Linked DNA regions of Mus musculus: regions 1, 3, 4 and 5 are each linked to region 2. The links are chromatin contacts, called in public HiChIP or PLAC-seq and Micro-C maps. All regions are on one chromosome and are shown on one strand. The core of a region is the stretch at or near the end of the contact, and the rest is flanking DNA. Distances in the headings are between cores, read along the strand shown.

Region 1 (3,641 bases), core at 535-3,034, 820 kb after region 2:
GAAGCCTAACTAACTGTTCTTAGTATCCCATGGGTCAAAGAAGACCTAAAACAGAAAGTCTCAGATTCCTGCCTGTGGACTTACAGACGTGGTAATGTGTGATACTATAATAGATTGGTCAGGACTTGAGCCGGTCCAACTCCTTTCTGACTAGCTTCATCCCGAGGCTTCCTAATGTAATCCTTCTCTCGTCTACAGCCTTGGGGGGAGAGAGGATGCTGTGTGCTCTCTACTCCAGCGGAGAACACTGTAGTACAGACCTATTTCCTCTCACAACGCTCCTTAGAAAATGTCCTTCACGACTCTAGTCTGGGAGTTCTTTGGGTACTTTACCCAAAGGTCTTCCACAGAGACAACAGGAATGTCTTGTCATTTCAGACAGGTCTGAGAGTTCAACACAGTCCACTCCTGTAACTTTAGTGAATGCTACTTCCAAACAGCTATGAGGTGTCACCGTACCTAGGCTATAATCTGACCTACCTAGTCATAGTCTGTTTGAGAAATGTCTAGCTACAGAGCATACCAGCTCTATAGACACTTACTGTGGAACAAACCTCTCTCTGAACTCATTCTGTAACTGAGTGGACTTAGAGACTTAAGAACCCCGGGGTTTCCGCAACTTCTATGAACCATGTTGGTGGGAGATGTGACAGTCCAGTATGGGAACATGTTTGCTATGTGCCCTAGCCGTGTACCAGTTAGCACTTTGATGGGTGTTGCTTTCCTTTAATAATTTAATGATTTGCTTCCCTCTACATGCACAAAACAAAGGTTCGTGCTAAGCACATTCAACTGCCCAGAAGGGCTCTTCCAGAATATCCCAGCACTTTTCTATGCAGACACCTGCAGGCCTTTAATATCACCAAGGCCCACATTCTTGGTCTTCACAGCGCCTCCCTTTCCAGGCTCAGCCATGAGCAGAAAGGCTAGCTAAGCTCTCTCCAGCATCGCTTCCTGCATTTAGAGAGCTATGGAAAGCTGGAACTCCGGTTCAGCAAACAAGAGCCTCCCGGTGACAGGCAAGCTGTAATAGCGCCTGGAAAGGTATTGAGCTGAGGTCACGGTTGGTCGGCATTTCTATTTCCTGTACTTGGCGGGACGAGGAGCCCCTGACCCTGACCAGCCAGGACCGCCTAGGCTGGCAGGGTGGCTCTAGGTCGGATGGGTTGTTCTCCTGGCATCCCCTACTTTGTAGGTCTGTAAGGAACAGTGGATGCTGGGTGTGGTATCCGTTCTGTGCCCCACTGCCCGTGGGACCCAAGATGGGAGAGGTGGTCAGGGGGAGAAGGGCCAGAGATGGAGTGAAGTGTTGTTCAGTGCCCCCTTCCCACAGGAGCCCTGACCAGGATCTGCAGAGAGCAAGCAGACTCTGGGGTCACGATGGGTGGAGTGTCTGTCTTGTGTTCCCTGCCAGCGACAGCGCAGCTCCCAGTGTCTAACAGAGGGCGGATGATCGGGAGACACAATCTGGCCCCGCGCCATTTCCCAGTGACCAGGAGTCTGAGGGGAGAAGCGTCCACTCTGGGGCACTACAAGCTGGTGTCCTTTCTGTGCCCCCTCTGTCCCCGGGGGCGCAAGGTAGGCAGCATCCCTCCTACTCACGGCGCGGGGCGTTAGGCTGGGGGCGGGGCGGGGAGGGGAGGGGGGCTGATGGCCACGTGGCCTCGCAGGAATGCGCTGGCGCGAGGGTCGGGCGCGGCCGAGGAACGGGCAGGAACGCTGGCCAATGAGCACGAAGCACGGCCGGTTCCGGCCAATCATGGTGAGGTGGGAGGGGCTTCCCTGGCGGGCGGGGTGGGAGCGCATCGCGGGCGGGGCGCGCGGGGCGCGCGGGGGGCGCGGGACAACTGGCGGACGCAGACGGCGGATGGCGCCCGGTCCCTCGGTGAGTGAGCACGGCGACCCCAAGTCCCGTCCCAGGCCGCTTGCACGGGTTGCTTCTTTGCTTTAAAAGTTGCACTTCTACCCAGGTCCCCGAAGTAGCTAAACCCCACCCTGGGTTTGCGGGACTGCGCACAGTGACAGACGGCAGCGAGTAACCACCCCCCAACACCAGTTCAGCGCTGTCTCTGGCACAGGACGGCAAGGAGCTCCCAACTTCAGTTTCAGTTGCCCCCAAATCTGGCCGGTGTTTCCTTCTCTAGGCCCAGCAACCCCTACCCGACCCCCCGCTTTAGTGAGTGTCTATGGACATGGGGGAAGCAAGAAGCACCCACAAATTTGCAGGTGGCCCCTAGGCACAGACAGAAGCAGCCCCTCAACCTATGCCCTAGGTGTTCTCAGGCATAGATTCAGCGGCATGCAGCCTTCCCTTTCAATGGTTATCCCCAGACACAAGGCAGCAAAAAGTCCCCCAACTTCGATGGGTGTCCCTAGACACAGAGCATTGAGCAGCCGCCCAACTTGAGTGAATCTTCGGCCAAGACAGGAGACAGTCCCCAGCATCACTGTGTCCCATAGCCTGAGGGTAAGGCTCAAGGGTATGTGCAGTAGGGACCTGCAGCCTCTGACCTGGAGATGTGGGGTGAAAGGGTGAAAGGTCGCTGAAATTGCATGAGAGAAGTCATCTTGGGATGTTTGAATTAAGATCCTTAGGATCCCCTTTAGGGTGAAGTTGTTGCTGGGGTAAGGTTTTTTTGCTACCCACCATTGCTCAATAATTAGGGTAGATCCTGATCTGGTGTGCAGTAAATAAAAGCAGGTGGTTGGGCACCCTGGACACTGTGGGACACCATGTTTTGATTTCCCAGAGGGCAATAGACATGCTTGGTGTGAACTCTAACGTAGGATGCATCTCAGTTACAGCCTTTGCTGGAGGAAGAGGTTCTTCTGGACTCAAATGGCAGCAATCTTTCCTTCTTTTCTTTGGCTGGACCACACAGTAAGCTGTGTAGCTGTGTTTAGAATCTGGGCAAGGGACAGCATTTCATTGTCAGGTGACTCTTTCTTGATTCTAGGTCCTCCCTCGCACATACTCAGCAGGTGCTCCTTACTACTGCCGAGCATCTTGCCAGGCAAATGCTCTGTTGCTGAGCTACGCCCACAGCCTTGGTTACTATTAAAAAATCTATTTTGGCACTCGAAGGTCTGAGTTAGAAGGATCTTGAGTCTGGCCAGCCTGGGCTCCAATAATGAGATTTTTTCATATAAACAAGAAGGCAGGACTGGGGTGTGGCATGCAGCAGGCTGGGTTTGATCCCCAGTAAATGCTGAATTAATACATAGGTAAAGGTGTTGTGGCTTGAATGAGGATGCCGCCCCCCTCCACAGGCTCCGATGCCTGAATTCTCGGTTCCTAGTTGGAGTGCTGTTTGGGTAGGTTTAGGAGGTACGGCCCTGAAGGAGGATGTATGATCTTTGACGTTTCAGAGTTGTGCAGTATTCAGATTATGTCCTCTTCGATTCATGCATGTCTGCTGGTGGCTCCAGGTGTATGTTCTCAGTGTTCTACTGTAGCCACTGTGCCCGGTGCCATGCTCCGCCCATCCCTGTATGCTCCGCCCATCCCAGCATGCTCCGCCCACCCCGCAGTAATGCACTTTTATCCCTCAGCAACCAGATGCCCAAATAAACTGCCTTGGTCATGGTGCTTTATCACGGCAATAGAAACATAACTAATAATAAATATTACAAAAATTATA
Region 2 (3,765 bases), core at 720-3,219:
GTCGAGGGGGGAGAGAGGATGGAAGAAATTGTGGAGTGTATCTCAGACTATTCCACTAAGAATCTTCAATAGGATCGAGTCCTTGTTGCCTGAAAGATCGCCTTGGTGACACATCCTTCATTATCCCTTTTTTCCCTTTCCCACTCTTTATTCCTGTTTAGTTTCCAGAGATAATAAGTTTTTCAAATAACTCACTGGAATCCATGTCTCGGGACCCGCTGTGTGCCAAACCTAGAGGAAGACTGTATGTAATGACACCACACAGTATTCCCCTAGGGTCACAAATAATTCCCTGTCCTTTTCCTTTTCCAATAACACTGTATATTTCCTTCATAGGAGCAAGTGCCATTCATGCTCACATGTTACTCCTATAACGTCAAATGGCTTCATCCCAACACTGGATGCGTGCCCAGGGACAGTCTTTCTTTCTGTTTTGGTACAAGTCCACGACCCAAAAGAGCTCACAGCAAGCACCACTGTGCTCCTTTCGTTTGCCTGAGATGGAAGACCGGAAGATGGGGGCACCGTGGAGAGGAGGAGAAAAGTGGATATTAGAATCTTCAACTTGATGTGCAGTCTAGATTTTTTATTCGAGGTCTGGAAACCCACCTTCCTTCCTTCCTTCCTTCCTTCCTTCCTTCCTTCCTTCCTTCCTTCCTTCCTCTCTCTCTCTCTCTCTCTCTCTCTCTCTCTCTCTCTCTCTCTCTCTTTCGATAGTGGAATCCAAATGGAGTGTGCTACAAACACTAGAAAAAAGTCACATCAGATACCTTTGATCCATTTGTGTATCTTTCACACACCTTAGTATTTTGCTCTGAAAGTGCACTGCAGTTGATTGATCATAGGAAAAAACATCTTATGGAGGCTGTTTTTATGGAAAAGATCTTGGGATTTAGGGAAATACAGGGCTGTTCACCTGTCTCTCCTCTATTCGACACCCATTCACCTTTCTGTAAATAGTCACCTTATTGATTAAGTTTTGGTCACATTTAAACTTCTTGACAACGGAGACGAAAGCCCCCTATTATATTTACACGGAGCCTAGAGACCGGCCCAAGGTTAAGCAGGTGTAGTGAGTATCCCCAGAGCCCGGTGCCAAACTATGTCTTTAGTTGTCAGCACCTTTTACTCTAGGCCACAGAAACTTTTCTTGACTGTTCAGTGGATCTAAAAAGGGTATCCCCACGAATCTAATTAGGTTTCATCAAAATATGGCTAATTTTGCTGAATTTGCCAGACTGTTTTTTGTTGTGTTTCTGATTTCGCTGAGGAAAAAAAAAAAGATAGTTTTTTTTCTTTGCTTCCGAGTGCAGCAGCAAACAAGGGCCGACACCATCTCAGCCCTCTATCTGGACCAGGTTTATGACTAAAGATTGCTGTTCAAGGTGCTGGGGATTCCTGTGAGCCCAGAAGCAGCAGTTTACCAGAGCTGGGAGGTAACAGGTGGAAACAGTGGTCTTATTTCACAGCACCCAGAGCAGCACTGTGCTCTCTTAGTGGCCAGTGCTGAGAGCTCCTATCTTCCATCGCTCCCTCTCTATGACCTGGGAGCCCAATAGGCTTTCACCGTGCAGAGTTCAGGGTGCCGATGCGTCTGCAGATCCCACATCTCGGTTCACATTGAGCTGGCCCTTCCCAGGCGCATTGGCTTGCTTGTGGGTTCCCACGCTGACCTACAAACACACGGAGCACACGCGGTGTGGGACCTCTCCGCTCCCCCTCCGGGAACCATCACTGTCCTGGAGTGACCCAACGCTCTGCGCGCAACAGTTGGGATCCGCTGTGCGCGGGCTCCCGGGCCGTGAGCGCCATGCGACCTCTGGGCCAGGCTTGCCATTGGCAGCGGCACCGCGGCCTGAGCGCTCCCCCTAGGCGCGTGGCGCTGGGCCCTTCCTCAGATGGAGCCACGCACCGGCCGCCCCCCAGTGCGCCGGTGCCTCCCCGGGCGCCGAGTGCGCAGGCGCCGGCCGTGAGGACCGACCGTGCGCCGGGCTCGAACGGGGTCGGAGCGCGCGGCGGCGGTGGTGGCGCTGGCGGTGGCGGTGGTGGAGGCGATAAGCGGTAGCGGCAGCGGGGGACAGACAGACTGCGGATCGACGCACGGACCCAAGGATTCTCGAGCTTGGGAGCTGGCGGCAGTGCTGTGCGCACCGCCTGGCCTGAGGGGTGGCCACCTTGCCATGTCGCTCTGCACCCACTGAACTAGGAAAGCCCAAGGATGTCTGCTCTGAGGAAGGTGCGAGACGCGCGGGGCCGCGGGGACCGGGATGCGGGGACCTGGGCGCTAAGTGGCGAGTGCCGTCGGGGCAGGGAGGGGGCGGTGCTGCGAGCCGGACCGGCGAGGGCCCTGCCTGAGTGGCTGCGTTGGGGATAAGAGGCTCCCGGGGACCCGATCCGGGAGCGTGAGAATAACCCCAGGGACGGCTGGTGCTCCGGGGTCCGCCGCTGGGGTCCTTCCGGGCTGCAGCGCCCCGCGGCAGGATTGCTGGCACACGGGCTCCCTGGGTGCAGGAGCGAGGCGGAGGTGTGAAATTCCCCGCTCCGCGAGGCCGGGTAAGGGGGTGCAGCCCGGGGCCCCGGCCAGAGAGGGACTCTGGTGGGGCAGTGGGGTGCGACCTGGGTTTCCCCTCCCCCAAGCCCGGGTGGACACCCGGACCTAGACTGGGAATGAATGAAAGGTGCTTGGAGCTGGTGGTACGGGCACTGGGGTCGCGGAGGCGGGGAGGGGCCACTTGTGCCCTTTGCAACAGCCTTCGCGCCCGGCAGGGCCTGGGCCTCGGGCTTGGGAGGGGGTGGCCGCTGCTGGGCTCTCCAAGTGCGAGCCGGGAGCACGGGGGCTTTTTTAGGGGTGGTTGCTAAGCGAAGCGCTACCCAGCGCAGGGTTTTGTAACTAAGCCTCCCCCGGCAGCTGCTGTTGCTGTTCTCGGGCTCTTTCCCTAACGATCGCAGAAGAAATAATGAGGATGTAATTATTACAGCCCTGCGCGGCGAAGGGCTGGGGGGCGGCAGGCACCGGCTCCTCTGCTTGACGCTGGCCAGGTGGGGCCGGGCGGGGCAGGGGATTTCTCTCCCATCCTCCTGGAGCGGCTGGGTGGCGGGAGATGCTCGCTGGGACCCGAGGCAGGGGCCGGGGCTGTATACCGAGTTAGAAGAGATGGGGAAGGGCAGCAGGCAGTGCCTAGGCGGGCGTAGAGTGTCGCAGGTGAAAGGGAACCGGGAGCGCCGCGGCTGCTTAGCCGTTTCTCACCCGAAACTCAAAACACTTCGGGAATGTGGTGCCAGCCGCCCGCATGTCGCTTCCTTCTTTTCAAATGGATGTGGATTCCGGCCCGGGTCGAAATCCAAATGCGTGACTGACTGATCAGCCTTAGCCGGCTTGTATCGATGAAGAGTATAAAGTAACGGGCAGCGAATTCGCCCTCGCTCTTGATGAACTCTGCCAGTCCGAGCTGTGGGCGTTTCAGGGCTGGAGATTAAAGCGTACCAGTTTTTCCTGGCGTCTAATACTTGGAGGCGGGAGGGAGCTGTCTGGACTCGGAGCCTTGGGATTGCTGTTAGTGGCCAGGTGGGTACATCAGCCTACAACCTTGAGATCTGACCGTTACCTTGGATCCCAGTCACCTGTGTTTTGCAGAAGGCTTTTATTGTACAGTCCACAAACTAATTGCATTTGTATTGAGAAAACAACCCGGAGTCACAGAATAGCCCAAAGTAACCCAGGACCGCTTCAGAGTTGTGTACAAATCTGAAGCTGACTTACTTAAT
Region 3 (3,589 bases), core at 911-3,410, 700 kb after region 2:
TCCATCTGGGTTCTTGCACTCAGTCCAATGTTTGGCTGCATGCATGTGTTAGCCTCTCCTTACTACCTAGAGAGAGCTAAATCATATCTCGGGAGGACTTCAGCACGTTTGGTGGGACACAGACATTTAGTCCATAGCAACCTCTTCCTTTTCCACACTAATAATTCACATACATGTCACAGAAATTTAAGCATTTTAATCATTACATTTCAGTATAGTGTTGTTTTTAAGTGATTCACACTTCCCTGCATACAAGCACTATTTTGAAGCATTTGTAGGGTTTGCCAAACGCCTTAAGACAAGGCTAAGGACTGGGGCAGGTCACATTGGTGGGGAAACTCATAGGCTCAAAGGATGTGGATTTGTGATGTGGTCTCAAGGTCCTCCCACACTGGACACATAGCATGTGGGCCCAGGCCTCAAAGCACCTTGCTATAAAGTGCCTGGGAGTGGGAAGGCAGCATCTGGCTTCTGGTGACAATATCATCGTGAACCAGCCTTGTAGATACCACCAGCTCTGTGTCTAGCCTCAATGTACAAGGCTCCATGAAGCCACTTTAAAAGTGTGTCCCTGGGTGGTGGTGGCACACGCCTTTAATCCCAGCACTTGGGAGGCAGAGGCAGGCAAATTTCTGAGTTCAAGGCCAGCCTGGTCTACAAAGTGAGTTCCAGGACAGCCAGGGCTATACAGAGAAACCCTGTCTTGAAAAAAAAAAAAAAGTGTGTCCCGTTCTGAACAATGCTGAGCTCGAAGGCTACTAGATAGACCAGCCCATAGCTGCAGGTCTCATCTGTGGGTAGGTAGCATCTCTTGGAGAACTAGCCAGGGCATTACTGTGCCAAATATGTAGAGCTGCACAGATGTATATTGACTTCTCTCAACACTCATATGTTGCAGGATCAGTAAAACATAAGTGACTAGAAAATTTACATGCAGTGACACCCCATGATTTACACTATCTGTGGTCCTTCTCTAGTCAAGTATTTAAACTCCGCTATGCTTCATGGTTGTCTCAGATCTCAAGGTGTGCTGTTCTCTTTAGAGGCTCTTTTTGCAAGGACTATGACTTGACCCTCTCAGGTCATAATGTTCAAGGAACAGCATATGGCCATTTCCTCTAAGTGAGCTGGGTCCAGTTCTGAACCTCAGAGCCTCCTGAAGAGTCAGCATACACATGACCACATCATCACCAGGAGCCCAGGAGGCCTCAAGGTCAAAGGAGACTTCCTGTTCTAGTCCACTGGTCCACAGCAGCCTCCCTAGGATCTCCGTGCCCTCCTTCCGCATTGGACCCTCTGAGTCTACTGGTTCTGCATGGGCTGTATCCTGACAGGGACAGGCGTTCTGCTGCAGAGCTATTCTATCCTGCTTCACCACCCACAGGACAACGATGCCTTTCCCTCTGCATCTTCTCCTTCTGTGCCTCCTCCCTGTGCCTCTCCTCCCTCTATGCCTCCCTCTGCACTCCCCAGCCCCCGTTGTTCCTCTCTCTGTACTCCTCTCCCTATTGCTCTTCCCTCTGCCCTTCTCCCCTTTCTGTGATTGTGCATCCCCACTGAAGGCCAGGTGATCTTCATCGGGAAAGACATTCTCCTAGAATTATCTTTCCCAGAAAAAGATCACACAGAAGAGGAGCCCCTGGGCCCACTTGACATGGGAAGGGTTGGAGGAAAATATGTACAGTTCCACCGAGACTTACAAAAGCATAAAGTTCAAAGGCAGGGCTTTTCCCAGAACAGCAGAACCCACTTGAACCCTTAGTTCCTAGTTGACTTTGACTCAGACGTCATAGTAGCCTCCTAGCTACAAAACCATTGCATGGGACCCTTCAAAAATATCATATTTATGCTCTGGAAAGGTGCTAATTATTTAGGAGCCTAAACTTAACTGAACTGCTTTTTAAAAAAAGATGTTTGTTTAAACGTTAAATGTATACTTCAAAAATATTTTTAAGCTAGATGTGGTGACACAGGCCTGTAATCTCATCTCATGGGAGACCAAAGAAAGAAGACAATTGATTCCATTGAGACTATGTCTCAATTTAAAAACTTAATGTAACAGAACCCCACAATAACTCCCTCTTGCATTTGACAGCCATCATTAGTGCTCAGACCTGACACTGTGAGTGTCCGCTGTTATTGACGGCAGCTGGGGTATTGAGCTAAGATAGATTCTCTCAAGCCAACTTAATGTTTCCAAGATTGATGCCAGAGCTGAATGAGACTGATTACTCCGAAATTAGTCTTTCAATCTCTTTGGGACGCCAGATGCATAGAATTCTGAGCACTGCACAATGACGTGGTGAATAGTTTGAGGGAGTCAGAATGTAAGATTTGTGCCATTCTCGATACTTCCAGAAGACAAGGAACACAGCAGGAAAGCCAAGCGGGGAACCGTTGTGTAGAAAAGAGTGCCTGGGCACACAGAAGCAGCCCTGGTTAATGTGAGCATCCCTGGTTAACATGATCTATCCTGCCCTGACCTAGTTGTGCCAGAGGAGCATGCTGTGTCTTTTCAACACAAGTACCTTTTGGGGGGAAAGCCTCAGGGAATCATCACTAAGAATATTCCATCCATCCAGTTTCTTTTTGGAGGGGGGTGGTTTTGGTTTTGGTTATAGTTTTTTAAGACAGGGTTTCTCTGTATAGCCCTGGCTGTCCTGGAACTCACTTTGTAGACCAGGCTGGCCTCAAACTCAGAAATCCGCCTGCCTGTTTCTATATTCTATCTATCTGTTTATGGACTTACTTCTGGTTTCAAGTAAAAGCAATAAAGAAAAATAAACCGATCAATCATATTAATGTTGTCATAGCCAATAAAGAACAGCTAAGGCACCTCACTGGTCCTGCATGATGCAGGCACCCACAAGGGCATATCATTGTAGGAGGAAAGCCCCAACCATAAAAATGAGCAAGCCTGCTCCTCTGGTTCTCTAAATTGCCCGTGTGTGCTTCCCTTGCTTTCTCGGGCCAAGGCTGACATTTCCCTTTCTGTTGTGTTGATTTATAGCAGGTCATTACCTCACAGACATTCTAATCAATCATCCAGTTGATTGAATCAAATTTACAAATATTTACTTAGTACCTAATGTCTATAAGATATTGTAAGGATGTTCTGCAGAATGAAAGGAAACCAAATGAGATTTGAGGCCGATTTGGAAGCTGCAAACATGTACAAATATATTAATAATCATTACCTTCAGAAACATCTATATGAGTGCTTGCTAGCTGACATTTAATCCTTTCCTCTAATTAATGTCAATTGTTGCAAATCGTTCTAGGATTCGTAGTGTGGTCACAGATCTTTTTGCTTATTCATATTTGGAGGATGAGCGGAGATCTTGGATTTTTTAAATTTTTTTTAATTAGGTATTTTCTTCATTTACATTTCAAATGCTATCCGAAAAGTCCCCCAGACCCGCCCCCCTAGATCCCCTACCCAAGCACTCCCTCTTCTTGGTCCTGGCATTCCCCCATACTGAGGCATATAAAGTTTGCAAGACCAAGGGGCCTCTCTTCCCAATGATGGCCGACTAGGCCATCTTCTGATACATATGCAGCTAGAGACACGAGCTCTGGGGGTACTGGT
Region 4 (3,676 bases), core at 806-3,305, 550 kb before region 2:
AGGGATGGAACCTGGAGGAAGGAGCTGATGCAGAGGCCATGGAGGGGTGCTGCTTACTGGCTTGCTTCTCATGGCTTGCTGGGCCTGATTTCTTATAGAACCCGGAACCACCAGCTCAGGGATGGCCCCACCCACGATGGGCTGGACTCTCCCCAATCAATCACTAAGAAAATGGCTCACAGCTGAATCTCAAGGCAGCATTTTCTCAATTGGTTCCCTGCTTTCCCGTGACTCCAGATTGTGTCAAGTTGACCCAAAACTAGCCAGCACTCCCGAGACTCCATTTGCAGTACAAACGAAGAGTCAGGTTGTCTCTGCCCCTGGTTTAGCATTTAAGACCACCTGTCCCTTACCTCTGAGAGGCATCGTCTCATAACTCGTTTAAAATTTAAAAAGACACTGAATAAACTCATCAAATTGGCACTGTAGAAGTAAACACATGTATTAAAATCATACCAACTCAATGGGCCCGTAGTAGACACCTTAAGTCAGCAACGCATCAGTGGGAGGGTCACCTGCTTGTCACCTGCGCATTCTGTAAAAGAACTGAGAGGACTTGAGTGCCTAACAGTCTCAGGAGCTGAATTCATCTCTGCCTGCTCACCACAGCTGGTATGGAATACTCAACTCACCTTGTTTCCTCATTGTCTGGAGCCAGTTCTATACTTTGTATCCATGGCTTCCGGTTCCACACCTGGTCAGGCAGCTAAACTCTGCTCCAGAAGTTTGCTTCAACCCCAGTGCCCTCAACAGACCTCCACCCGGTGTGTCACAATCTAATCCTGCAGAGACTCTGCAGCTGCCTAAGACAAACCTCCTCACCCGCCGGTTCAACAAATCTCTATCTTCAGAAATATTTACGATGCATAACAGTAGCAAAATTATAGTTATTTAGTAGCAACGAAAATAAGCTTATGGTTAAGAGTCACCACAACATGTGGAACTGTATTAAAGGGTCACAGCGTTAGGAAATTTGAGACCTCTCAGTGAGGATTCTTTTAGCTGCTTGAGCTCTTAACACTTGGTAGCCTGTGACCTACACTTCTACATGATAGCGATATGTTCAGTGAGTGATATGTAATGTGTAATTTGAAGGTATTTGTAAGTAAGATTGGAATAAGGTCTGGAAAGATGGCTCAGCCATTAGAAACGCATAGAGAGGATCCTTGCAGAGGAGTTGAGTTCTGTCGCCAACACCCATGTCAGTGGCTTTCTTTAGATCCCCTGTCCTATATCCATGATGTTAATTTTAATAAACTTCTTGCCCAAAAGAACATTCCATGTCAGGGTGTCCCAATCTCAAAACTGAGATCTTTCACTGTGTTCCTGGGGTAGCACACTCATGGCAAACAGAGAGTTCAGGGGACCCCCTTCCTGGAGGACAGTGCCACCTAGAGTCTATAGCTGCTGGGCTCCCTGCTCTCCATCTGCCAGCCGGAGGTTGTGGGACCAAGGAAGGACCTAGTATCCCTTGACCCCCATGCATGCATGGAGTGACGTCCTTGTCGGTTCACCCTGCTCACTGTGGCCATCCTGTCAGTGGATGTTTGGCCTAAAACACTAATCATGTTCTTGGCTGCAGACATTCAAGGTGTTTCCCAGTCAGAGTGTCTGAGCTGCAGACTGGGGTGGGGGGGGGGGGTGGGGGAGACGGAACAGCATTTCACAAAGCCAGCTGTGAGACACATCCCTCCATATCTGGAAAGAAAAATTACCTTCTCCTGGTTACTTGGGAAACTACAAGCCATACTAAGCAGATGCTGAGCCAGGCTAACGTAAGGACCTGCAGAGTCGTGACCCTCAAGCCCTGGCGGGTACCCTGCAGGGTGGTGAGTTCTGCGGCTCGGGCTTCCTCTAACTCCTGTCCATTCTAGGTCTAACTAGCATTTCAGGTCCCCTTTTTGTTCCTGGAATCTGTGACTGTTCCCACCTCAGGCAGGAAACTTGGCAGCAAACTCGGGAGGATCAGCCAGCCAGTCCTCAGAGGACCCGAGTGGGAGGCGAGGCAGGCAGGCTTGTGGAGAGAGCAGCTCTGGGAGAGCTGCATGCAGGCATGTCTCAGCATGCCTGGGCCTGCCCCACAACCTGGTTCTGCAGAGCCGCTGACTGGGGACTTTCCCTGAGGCGGCTCTCAATCCGGAGGCTCCCCTCTTTCCCAGGGACAGACAGACACGGGACTTGGGGAACTTTGTTGCCAAGTTGCCTGGATGCCGGGGGTGGGGTAGGAGACGAAGGTGGAAGACTGAGCTCACAGTCAGACTGACCAGATATGGAACTGTGTTGTGAAGTGGCTCAACCTTGAGAGCTTGGTGTTTCCCCAGGGACTTATGCCCTCTCATCCACCCTCAGACAGCCTGGGGCTATGCCGAGGCTGAACTCTTTAGCCTCAGGCTAGTTGAGGCCACAGATAGGAACCCGAAGGATGGCACTGTTAGCCCTAGAAAATGAGCTGGTAGAGTAGACAGGGACTCCCTGGGAACAGATGCGTTGGGTTGGGAGGGGCACTAGTTTCATGGGCGAGGTTTCTTTGGAAGCAAGGGTTCTTGAATGTGGGATGGAGGCCCTTGGAGAAGGAAGTCTTCCCCATCATGGGCGCTGAGAGAAGAGCTAGATCTTTCCCCAGGACTGGATGGGTTATGAGAGGGGCCCAAGTTGTCTTGAAAGATCATCAACTCAGGAGAAGGGGTGGGGAGAGCCTGTCGGTACCCCGTGAGGATGTATCTCCACCCCAGTGCTGCTCAATCTCTGGGCTCTGCCTCAGCTTCCTGTCCTCTCCCTGTGCCTCAGTTTCTCCATCTGTAAAGCAGGGGTCACCCTTGAAGATGCCTTAAGCTTTGTTAGACCCAAACAAGATGGCTGAAACTGGGGGCTCCTTCACTGAGACAGCTTGTCTTAACCTTATAGAACATTTGCTCGCCCCTGGGGAGGCTCCTGATGCCACAGGTCACTTTTGTCAGCTGCGGTCACAGGGTGCTGAGCTCTGAAAATGTCCCCCAAAGCTAAGCTCACACAGGGAAGATGCTGAGAAAGTTGTTGGAATTCAGATAAGACCCACCTACTGGAGCCTCAGTGCACCCCTAACTCCCTAGCAAACTCCCCAGGTGTCCCTACCCAGGAGAATGATGGGTGCCATTCTTATTTCCCATGAAGCTTACAGGTTGCCAGACTCCAGGACATCAAATGGACCATACTAGGCTACACCTTTTCATGTCCCTAAAGTTGCATGCTCTTTCCGGCTATGCAAGACTCCTCGCCACTTCAGCCTCACAGTAGGGAGTAACACAGTCTGACTGCCTGGGAACTTCCCATTCCTCTACACCTGTAAGAGGGGACCGCCCAGACTCCGCCTCATGGGCTAGAGTGCTTATTAGAGCCCATCTGTCTATCAAAGCAGCCACCCATGATACTATGTCTGTAGATGCACCAGTTAACTCTTCTAAGCAACTTCCTGCCACAAAGGACGAGCTGCCCAGTGGCCCTAGGACTTTCTCAGCCTTTCAAACGTGAGCCTGAATTCCATCAGGACCATCCTGGAACCTGGACCCAGCTTGGGTTCTCTGCAGGCACATATCCTGAACTCCCGTCAGTTATGAACCCAATAGGACGTTGCTCTGGGTGGGGGAGGCAGCAGACCCTCTCACCCCATCCTAAGCCTTCTTGTGACCATGGCAACCCC
Region 5 (3,610 bases), core at 251-2,750, 600 kb before region 2:
TCACGCATGCCCTACGCTGGGGTGTGTTCCCCTCATGAATCCACTCAGCCCCCACGCGCACCTTCTGGGGAGAGTCCTGTGCATACATAGGCTGCTGGCTGCAGTTGGCTGTACGCCTGCTCCATTCCCCAAGGACATTATTAATAGAAGTTTGTCCTGGGCCAGCACAGCCCTTGCAGAGGCAGGTGCCGGCCCTCTTCCTCACGTTGCTCCCCACCCGCCCGTATGCATGTTCTTAGCACAATTCCAGCCATCGTATTTTTGGACCTGCTGCAGCAAGCAATTCCAGCTTTGAGATCTTTCAATTCCTCTTTCAGGAAAACCCTGGGTCCCTCCGGAGGAAGACCAAAGAGGAGCCCCACCCCTCACCTCCAATCCAATAAAGGGACTGGCAGTCTTAGGAAGCCTTTGAGTTTCAAATCACTGCGGATTTTTCCCACGGGTACTTTCTTTTCGAGGGTAGGGGAAGATTTAGTTTCAGAGTCTACTGAAGGGATCTCAGTGGAGCCCACTCAAGGATACGCTTTCTACTCCTGAAGAGGAGAGGACTTGTGGGTCAACTGAGAAACTTGGGCTCAAGAATGGAGAAGTGCAAGGGGGTGCGAAGAAGGCTCAGTGTCTAAGAGTTCTGGGGTGCACGTGGTGGTGCGGTCCACACAAGGATCCTTACATCTCCAGAAAGGATGTTTGGGATTCGACAGTCCCCGGGTCTCCTGGACCCTCACAGGGTGGGAGTCGGAACTTGCGGCCCCCAAAAGTATGGGTTCTGGGACGCCCAGGACCCACCCCGCGACCCCTGGCGCACGCTCACCGTCTCGGGGTCGTTCTCGAACACCTCTCTGGCCTCCTCTTTGCTGCACACCTCCTCCACGCACTCCCGTTCCAGGTGGCCCTGCTTGGCCTCCTCGAAGACTTGGTAGGCGCGGCGCTGCCTGGGCCGCAGAAACTGCGCCGCCTCACGCGCCCGCAACAGCACAGCTGCAGAAAGAAGGGTGTACGGTCAACCTACACCCACTCGGGGCTGGAATGTAGGGGGTCTGGGATGCTGGGGATCGTAATGCCTGTGTGTCTGGGATGCTCCGGGTCCGTGATGCCTAGAGCTCAGAGGTCCGGGGACAGGATGCCAGGGTGTCTGGGGTACCCGGCACCAGGATGCTGCGCCGGGGTACAGGCCTGGAGCCCCACACCACGGGGTAGTGGGTTTGGGGGACCCCTGCGGTACTCACTGTGAGAAGACTCGGAAGCCAGCAGGAGCAGCAGAAGCGCAGTGCCCAGGGCGGCGGCGGGCCCGGGCGGTGGCGGCATGGCGAGGCCGGTGCCGGGGAGCCTAGCAGCCGGGAGCGTGCGGTCAGAGCACCCGGGAGGCTGAAGCGAGGCGCGGACGCCGCGAGACACGGGCTCCGGTCATCCTGGCTAAGCGACGGTGAAGGTCACATCCCTGCGGCGGCAGCGCCGCACCCGGCGCTCGCTGCGGTTCTGGGCCGTGAAGGAGGCAGCGGGTGAGGGCGGGGCTTAGGGCGGGTGGGGGTGGGGCCTAGTGTGAGTAGGGCGGGGCCTTTGGGGGCGGGGCCGAGCTGGGTGAGGCAAGGCAGGCTGACTGGTTCGACTCCAGTATCCTCAAAATTTCACTGCTAGAATGCGGTAAAATGAAAGGAGAATTGTATCTGGGCATCTGCCCAGGTACAATTTGACCGTTTTCTATCCTCCTCTGCAGACATCGTTTTCGGAATCTTCATTCTTGGGCACATTTTCTAAAGAGATGCAACATCCACTAAGGAAACAATAACTGTGGCCACACCCAGTGGCGTGGAGGTCCACGGTGCAAGATGTTATTCCCTCTGAAATCTGATTTCCACACCACAGGCTGAAAGCAGCATTGTGTATTTTCCAGTACCAAAGCTTTCTGGCTCTTGTCTCAGGGCACTTTGCAAGGTCATAGATGCACACACACACACACACACACACACACACACACACACCTTGCAGACCAATCACAGAATGCAGATATGCAGCAGCCTGCCAAAACCCAATAGGGTAGATGTTCCTGAGACATCCTTACCTCAGCATTTTGATAGAAAAGGATAAGGAGTCACCCTCCCCCTCTTTTCTGGGTGAATGCAACCCAGATTCTTGGGAGCACACAAGGTCAATACTGGTGGAATTCTTCTTTAAGGTCATCCGTTTGAAGGTGGGGCTAACAAATATCTTAATTTCAGAGAAATGACTGCCATGGGAATCATCTTGAAAGGGAATTAAAAATTGGATAAGCTGTGCCTGCTTCCAGACCAGAATCACGGCACTCCCAGGAAACCAAGCCAAGAACTTCAGAAGCCAGAGAGCACCCCGAATTTCCTAAGGCTGCCCCAGGCCTACAGACACCATGTGCTTGGAATGAATATTTGCCGTATTAATTTTCTGCTCTTTCTTAAGAAGGAACACTGTTTTCAAAAGTGGTGTTGGTTATTCACGAACACTCATTCCAAGCCAAGTAGAGGTCCGCCATTTCTGAAGGTTCTGAGGAACGGGCATGGGTGGAGGTCAGGTGGTTTGCATGTCTGCAGTTGCTGCTGCCTGTACACCTGTGGAAGGTTGGAGGAAAGATGATTTGATTTTTCTAGTTACTTGAATCCCTTCCTCCCCCCTCCCCCCATGAGAGACAGCTTCTCTGGCTTCTATGGTGTGGTCGTGACTCAGACAACCAGGACCCAGCACCACCTCAGCTCGATGGAGTTATCCAGATCTTTTGGCTTCCTTTAGCCTTGACCTCAGTCTCCCCTACATTCCCAGTGCATTCTTTCTGCTGGGCATCCCAGTAAAGATGCCTCACATTATACAGACCGTTGGTTTAATGAAGAGAGAGCATCCTCCTGGATTTGGCTTAGAAAACAGAGCAAAGAGGAAGCAAATGTGGAGGGAAGTGGAAGGCTGGATGGAGGGCACTCAACCGAGTCATCAACACAAACAAACAACAAACAAAACAAATGAAACAAACAAACAAACAAACAAACAATTCCCTTTCCAAGGCAGCCATGGGAAACCTGTAAGAAACGACCCGGGTAAATATTTCACATTTGAAGTGCCCTGCAATGGAAATGGTGAGGCTCAGCCCCACAGGGCAGGAGGTTGGAGCCATCTGGGGTGTTGCGAATGATCTGGCTACAGAAAGGAAAGCTGGTTGCTTCTCTTGTCAGGAATAAGCTCAGGTGGGCTGTGGAGATTGGGTGGAAGCATTGTGTCTGGATGGAACCAGTTCTGCACAGTCCCCAAGGCCACTTCTCTGTGCAATACACTTGAACTGAGATTGCTCTTGTTCTTCTTTAAAATGAGTTGTCCTGGAAACAAACCAACATTCAGTTTGGTTTCTGTTTGGGGTTCGATAGCCTTATCGATATATGGAAATGCCTTTAAGTTGTGTCTATAAGATAGCTTTTGATGTACCTGAGGCCCAGGTGTTTACCTGTGTAGCAAGATGACACAGCAGGATCCAAAGAGTGCCTGTCCCCTTTGCTAATTCTTCCTTCCCAATGTCCCTCCCATCCCCTGTGTTCCCATAGTCTAGAAAACAGCTTCTGCTACTACAGATTAACTCATAATTTCTAGCATTACATAA

What was found. A called contact is a pair of places that touch in the nucleus more often than the background predicts. HiChIP or PLAC-seq counts read pairs in DNA pulled down with a chosen protein or histone mark.
Region 1: an H3K27ac HiChIP or PLAC-seq map of SST interneurons shows a contact between it and region 2, with 5 times the contacts expected there. The contact joins the promoter of Arhgef10 here to the promoter of Dlgap2 in region 2. A contact is called at or near these places in 17 of 39 promoter capture datasets (the 3T3-L1 cell line, 3T3-L1-derived adipocytes, cranial neural crest and 9 more), 1 of 15 datasets of contacts at CTCF or cohesin (large pre-B cells), 9 of 484 Hi-C or Micro-C datasets (the G1E-ER4 cell line, bone marrow-derived macrophages, cortical neurons and 3 more), 11 of 115 datasets of contacts at active chromatin or transcription factors (SST interneurons, bone marrow-derived macrophages, embryonic forebrain and 7 more) and 1 of 9 other capture datasets (embryonic stem cells).
Region 3: a contact with region 2 is called in an H3K4me3 HiChIP or PLAC-seq map of embryonic basal ganglia, with 5 times the contacts expected there. The contact joins the enhancer-like site here to the promoter of Dlgap2 in region 2. A contact is called at or near these places in 6 of 39 promoter capture datasets (cranial neural crest, embryonic stem cells, hippocampal neurons and 2 more), 1 of 484 Hi-C or Micro-C datasets (cerebral cortex) and 7 of 115 datasets of contacts at active chromatin or transcription factors (astrocytes, embryonic basal ganglia, embryonic forebrain and 4 more).
Region 4: a contact with region 2 is called in an H3K27ac HiChIP or PLAC-seq map of embryonic stem cells, with 2.9 times the contacts expected there. The contact joins the enhancer-like site here to the promoter of Dlgap2 in region 2. A contact is called at or near these places in 10 of 39 promoter capture datasets (the 3T3-L1 cell line, the HPC-7 cell line, cranial neural crest and 6 more), 1 of 484 Hi-C or Micro-C datasets (the HPC-7 cell line) and 3 of 115 datasets of contacts at active chromatin or transcription factors (all in embryonic stem cells).
Region 5: a Micro-C map of embryonic stem cells shows a contact between it and region 2, with 2.3 times the contacts expected there. The contact joins the promoter of Gas6 here to the promoter of Dlgap2 in region 2. A contact is called at or near these places in 12 of 39 promoter capture datasets (the HPC-7 cell line, cranial neural crest, embryonic stem cells and 6 more), 1 of 484 Hi-C or Micro-C datasets (embryonic stem cells), 4 of 115 datasets of contacts at active chromatin or transcription factors (all in embryonic stem cells) and 2 of 9 other capture datasets (adipose tissue and embryonic stem cells).

What each region holds. Positions count from the first base shown.
Region 1 is chr8:14,909,879-14,913,519 of GRCm38.p6, forward strand. It overlaps Arhgef10 (Rho guanine nucleotide exchange factor (GEF) 10), which reads left to right and starts at 1,785. Exons shown (of 29, transcript NM_172751.3): 1 at 1,785-1,885.
Region 2 is chr8:14,093,906-14,097,670 of GRCm38.p6, forward strand. It overlaps Dlgap2 (DLG associated protein 2), which reads left to right and starts at 1,970. Exons shown (of 16, transcript NM_172910.3): 1 at 1,970-2,236.
Region 3 is chr8:14,797,466-14,801,054 of GRCm38.p6, forward strand. The region is part of intron 9 of Dlgap2 (DLG associated protein 2); the gene reads left to right. Among named protein-coding and RNA genes, the nearest start is that of C030037F17Rik, 33 kb to the left of the region's middle. Within about 2 kb of position 2,161, at least 10 of the 459 cell types and tissues checked have an H3K27ac peak or open chromatin away from gene starts, as enhancers often do. A contact at or near this core is called in cerebral cortex and embryonic basal ganglia, where this site is marked.
Region 4 is chr8:13,546,961-13,550,636 of GRCm38.p6, forward strand. No RefSeq gene overlaps it. Among named protein-coding and RNA genes, the nearest start is that of 1700029H14Rik, 14 kb to the right of the region's middle. Within about 2 kb of position 2,056, at least 105 of the 459 cell types and tissues checked have an H3K27ac peak or open chromatin away from gene starts, as enhancers often do. A contact at or near this core is called in embryonic stem cells, hippocampal neurons and stem cell-derived epiblast-like cells, where this site is marked.
Region 5 is chr8:13,493,035-13,496,644 of GRCm38.p6, forward strand. Gas6 (growth arrest specific 6) reads right to left here and starts at 1,501. Exons shown (of 15, transcript NM_019521.2): 1 at 1,227-1,501; 2 at 812-978. The coding sequence starts at 1,305. It also overlaps a transcript of Tmem255b not described here.